2 separate regions of the Mus musculus genome follow, and region 1 is linked to region 2. The links are chromatin contacts, called in public Micro-C maps. All regions are on one chromosome and are shown on one strand. The core of a region is the stretch at or near the end of the contact, and the rest is flanking DNA. Distances in the headings are between cores, read along the strand shown. Region 1 holds the start of Tagln (transgelin). Region 2 overlaps Cep164 (centrosomal protein 164).

Region 1 (2,700 bases), core at 75-2,574, 130 kb before region 2:
CACTCTGTAGACCAGGCTGGCCTTGAACTCAGAAATCTGCCTGCCTCTGCCTCCCGAGTGCTGGGATTAAAGGCGTGTGCCCATCGAGGAGGGAGATTTTATTTAGATTATAAAAAGGACGGGATTTGGGGAATCCTGTCTAGTGAATTCAGGACGTAATCAGTGGCTGGAAAGCAAGAGCTCTAGAGGAGCTCCAGCTTATTATGACCCTTCCTTCAGATGCCACAAGGAGGTGCTGGAGTTCTATGCACCAATAGCTTAAACCAGCCAGGCTGGCTGTAGTGGATTGAGCGTCTGAGGCTGCACCTCTCTGGCCTGCAGCCAGTTCTGGGTGAGACTGACCCTGCCTGAGGGTTCTCTCCTTCCCTCTCTCTACTCCTTTCTCCCTCTCCCTCTCCCTCTCTCTGTTTCCTGAGGTTTCCAGAATTGGGGATGGGACTCAGAGACACCACTAAAGCCTTACCTTTTAAGAAGTTGCATTCAGTGAGTGTGTGAGACATAGCACAGATAGGGGCAGAGGAGAGCTGGTTCTGTCTCCACTGTGTTTGGTCTTGGGTACTGAACTCAGACCATCAGGTGTGATAGCAGTTGTCTTTAACCCTAACCCTGAGCCTGTCTCACCTGTCCCTTCCCAAGACCACTGAAGCTAGGTGCAAGATAAGTGGGGACCCTTTCTGAGGTGGTAGGATCTTTCACGATAAGGACTATTTTGAAGGGAGGGAGGGTGACACTGTCCTAGTCCTCTTACCCTAGTGTCTCCAGCCTTGCCAGGCCTTAAACATCCGCCCATTGTCACCGCTCTAGAAGGGGCCAGGGTTGACTTGCTGCTAAACAAGGCACTCCCTAGAGAAGCACCCGCTAGAAGCATACCATACCTGTGGGCAGGATGACCCATGTTCTGCCATGCACTTGGTAGCCTTGGAAAGGCCACTTTGAACCTCAATTTTCTCAACTGTTAAATGGAGTGGTAACTGCTATCTCATAATAAAGGGGAACGTGAAAGGAAGGCGTTTGCATAGTGCCTGGTTGTGCAGCCAGGCTGCAGTCAAGACTAGTTCCCACCAACTCGATTTTAAAGCCTTGCAAGAAGGTGGCTTGTTTGTCCCTTGCAGGTTCCTTTGTCGGGCCAAACTCTAGAATGCCTCCCCCTTTCTTTCTCATTGAAGAGCAGACCCAAGTCCGGGTAACAAGGAAGGGTTTCAGGGTCCTGCCCATAAAAGGTTTTTCCCGGCCGCCCTCAGCACCGCCCCGCCCCGACCCCCGCAGCATCTCCAAAGCATGCAGAGAATGTCTCCGGCTGCCCCCGACAGACTGCTCCAACTTGGTGTCTTTCCCCAAATATGGAGCCTGTGTGGAGTGAGTGGGGCGGCCCGGGGTGGTGAGCCAAGCAGACTTCCATGGGCAGGGAGGGGCGCCAGCGGGCGGCAGAGGGGTGACATCACTGCCTAGGCGGCCTTTAAACCCCTCACCCAGCCGGCGCCCCGGCCCGTCTGCCCCAGCCCAGACACCGAAGCTACTCTCCTTCCAGTCCACAAACGACCAAGCCTTGTAAGTGCAAGTCATGGGAGCAGAAGGGCTGTGGGCTCAATTAGATCCCCTAGTCTCTTCTAGTTTGCTGGGTGGAATTGGGTCCCTAGAGACCATTCTCTGTGTTAGACAAAAAGTCTGGGTTAAAATGCCTAGGATGATTTGACTGGGGCAAAAGAATAAATGGGGTGAGAGGGAGGCTCAAATTTCAGTCACTGTCCCACCCATAGGTGTATGGGCTATGTGTTAGGCCCAAAGAGGTGACAAATGAGGCCAAGGGAACAACTCCATCTTTGGATCTCCAAGAAGGTGAGGGGCTAAGTTCTGGAAAGCAGTGACCCACTGATGGTCCCCAGGGCTAATGCAACTCGGGGGAGCCAGGAGGTAGCCCCCTCAGGCAGTGGAGGACTAAAGATCTTATTTTTTGTAGCGCTAGGGATCAAACCCCAGGGCGCTATGTGTGGCAGGCATGTGCTCCATCTACCACAGAAGTTTAATGCTTCAGACTAGCCTGGGATAGGGCCTGCTTTTTCTTTCCTTTTCTCTCTCTCTCTCTCTCTCTCTCTCTCTCTCTCTCTCTCTCTCTCTCTCTTTCTTTCCTTTTCTCTCTTTCACTCTCTCTTTCTAATTTTCTTTTTCTTTTTTTCTTTCTTTTCTTTAGACAGGGTTTCTCTGTGTAGCCCTGGCTGTTCTGGAACTCACTCTTTAGACCAGGCTGGCCTCGAACTCAGAAATCTACCTGCCTCTGCCTCCCAAGTGCTGGGATTAAAGGCGTGTGCCACCACTGCCCAGCTAAGGTTTGCTTTTTCATGGCAGCTTGGTCCAGTTTGAAAGTAGGAGGTCAGTCCACTGTAGGCAGATAGGTGACAGGTGGCAGATAGGTGACAGATAGGTGACAGGTGGAGGAGCTTTGGAACTGGGACTGGACAGCCCTGGGACCCCTGTTCCTCCCAAAGGGTCTTGGTGGTTCCCCTTGGGGCTCTCTAAAGGATGTCAGTGGGCTGTTGCCACATCTATATAAGAGGACTAGTCTTCTGGAATTTAGGTGTGATCTCTCAGGGATGCAGAAATGCTCACCCTTACTGTCATTTTATGGGCTGAGGTACCACAGGCAGATATACCCTGGTTCTGCTTGTTGTCCAGGGTCTCTGCTACATGGAGGCCCCTTTCCAC
Region 2 (2,700 bases), core at 196-2,695:
CCAAGAGAACAAAGCCCCCAGCATGCCTGGCTCCCTCCCTCAAGCCCCCAGCATGTTAGCAAATTAGCCATGTTGGGAGTCTGTAATTTTCTATAAATACAGTGTGGGAAGGATTTTGCTGATATGCTTGGACTGGCGGAAGGGCTGAGCAGGCCGGGCAGGCTCAGTTTGCTCACAATCCACTTGGAGAAACTTGCAGCGCTTTTTCCTACCATAGGCATAAGAGCACACAGAACACTTCCTCTGAGACAGATGTGACTGAGCTCAGTCCCCTCTCTGCCCAACTAAGCCTGTGACTTTGGACAGGGTTTTTGACCACACCCACCTCCGTTTACCCAAGTAACCCAAGTATGGGGTCTCCCCATAGTGGTAGAGCCCACCTCAGGTGATTGTAAGAATGAGCAGGGCCTAGTGTTGAGTATCACTGGCCTGTTTTATGTGTCGGTAGCTTTTCTCCCTGACGAAGATGATCTACCACAGGTAGGATGATCGTTGATCTACAGAGGTGAGGGTCATATGTTACCTCAGGTGTCGACTGGCCGAGAGGGTGGTGGGGCTCTGACCTTTGGATCCTCCTTTCTTAGTTTACTCTTAGGAGTTAGAGTGGAACGAAATACGTTCTCTCTGTTTTATACCTTGTAAATTTGAGAAAAGTTTTGAAGGGACTTGTAATGTGTTCCCAGCACATTTGTGCTGATCTCTTGTAAGACCGTGTGCATGTGTGTGTGCATGTGTGTGTGCAACTGTAAGTGCTTGTGGAGGCCAGAAGAGGGTGTCAAAGATTGTCTGGAACTAGAGTTGGAGGCAGTTGTGTGCGAGCTGCCCGAAGTGGGTTATGGGAACTGAATGCACTCAGATGCCTTGGCAGATCAGCAGACTTTCTTAACCAGTGAGCCGTCTCTGCAGCTCCTGCGCTGGCTTCTTGCTTTTGTTAAGTCAGACGCTCACAGTGCACATCCCTGTAATACGAGTGGCCCTGTACTGTTGCTACAGTCCTGGGCCCCTTCCAGAAGCCCCTCATCTCCTTTGGGCTGCTTAGCAGACCTCAAAGGGCCAAGCATGGATCCTCGTCATTCTTGCAGACAAAAGAACTGGGGGTGTCAGGGGCAGTGAGTAGCCCGGGTTCACATGTTGTGACCCTGCCTGGATTTTGACTCCAGTTCTCACTGGCATGAAGGAAGCCTTCACTTGGCTCCTGAGAACTGGGGAGAGCAAGCCAAAGAGAGTGACAAAGCGCACACTTAAGCACAGCAGCCACCCCATGTGCAGAGTCCTCCTGGGAGGCCCAGGCTCTGCTCCGGTATTTACTCCCGTCTTCGCCAATAGCATATTGAGACTGGCTTTTCTTGACTTATCAGTTTTAAGCACCAAGAAACTTCTAGTAGCTGGGGTTTTATCTCTGCCTCCCCGCCCTACTCACTCTTCATGTGGCCCCCAGTCTCAGCATCTGCCAGATGTGAGGTAGCACACAAGTTAGCACAATCAGGAAGTCAGCCTGTCCTTTCTCAACCAGTCTCACCCATTCGGCACAATGGTATTTCTGGATGTCGCGCTTCATTAGTGGCCTCCGAGCGGAGGCGTTTTAAACTCGAACGGGCAGAATTTAGACACTTTATTTTTATACCTGCCTCCCGACACCCCAAGAGCCTTGCGGTTTCTGGGGTTTGTAACAAGATGTGTTCTATTGCCCAGGTCCTGGGTTCCCCCTTAGCTCTAGTCCAGGCCCCTCTTTGGGGCCTGGCTCCCTTACGAGGCCTTGGGGATGCCCCACCCTCTGCTCTTCGTGGGTCGCAGAGCGTGAGCTTGGGCAGCTCAGCGGATTCTGGGCATCTTGGGGAGCCCACGCTGGTGAGTCCTTTCTCTGCTGTGCATGTGTTTTGTTACCGTGGGGCCTCTTGGGTGTCACACCTGGAACTGTGGTCTGCCACTGAGACCCAAGCTTTATCTTCAGGGTTTGTCACCTAGTCTGGGTGGAGTCACTCTGGCAAGGGGGGGGGGTTGGGGGGGATTGGGGGATAGGGGTGGGGGGGGGCGGACTGGGCTGTAGGCTGCCTATGCTGATCTTCCCATCCATGTGGCTGGGGTCTTGGGGGACTGGAAAGGGAGTAAGAACTATGAATCAGACTCAGATTCATGGATATGGTAGGACTTGACTGGGGACCCATCTAAGGAATTGAGAGAGTCTGCCAGGATCGTTCTGAAGATCCTCCCGGTGAGTCCCCCGTTTCCCCTCTGTTTTGGAGCCTCCACAGGGTCTCAAGGCTGCTGCTTGTGCAAAGGGTCTCTTGGCTTCTGTCCATGAGGGCAAGAATGCTCTCAGCCTCTTGACTTTAGGGGAAGAGACCAACGAGGAGGATGAAGAGGAGAGTGACAACCAGGTAATGATGAGAGGCCCTTTCCTTTTGCGCATGTGCAGGTGCGCGTAAGAGTTGTAACTTACTTCAACTGTACAGTGATTCGGGGGTGCTAGTTGTCTTCACAATGTATGTCCATTTTCAGAATTCGTTCATAATCCCAGATTCTAGCCACTAGACCATACACCATTCCTTCTTCCTCAGTCCCTGGTAACCTCCAAGTCCTATTTTCGTTTTTTTTTTTTTTTTTCCCCCACGAGCTTGCCAGTTCTAGATGTTTCATGTGAGTAAGCTCACAGTGTTTTTCTCTCGTGTCTGGTCCCTTCTCACTCAGTATGCTGCAGCG

What was found. A called contact is a pair of places that touch in the nucleus more often than the background predicts.
Region 1: a contact with region 2 is called in a Micro-C map of muscle stem cells, with 3 times the contacts expected there. The contact joins the promoter of Tagln here to the enhancer-like site in region 2. A contact is called at or near these places in 2 of 39 promoter capture datasets (the C10 cell line and hematopoietic stem and progenitor cells), 1 of 484 Hi-C or Micro-C datasets (muscle stem cells) and 3 of 9 other capture datasets (adipose tissue, liver and pancreatic islet).

The regions. Positions count from the first base shown.
Region 1 is chr9:45,934,682-45,937,381 of GRCm38.p6, reverse strand. It overlaps Tagln (transgelin), which reads left to right and starts at 1,324. Exons shown (of 5, transcript NM_011526.5): 1 at 1,324-1,548.
Region 2 is chr9:45,802,321-45,805,020 of GRCm38.p6, reverse strand. It overlaps Cep164 (centrosomal protein 164), which reads left to right. Exons shown (of 30, transcript NM_001081373.3): 5 at 1,693-1,848; 6 at 2,244-2,378. Among named protein-coding and RNA genes, the nearest start is that of Cep164, 25 kb to the left of the region's middle. Within about 2 kb of position 1,445, at least 19 of the 459 cell types and tissues checked have an H3K27ac peak or open chromatin away from gene starts, as enhancers often do. A contact at or near this core is called in muscle stem cells, where this site is marked.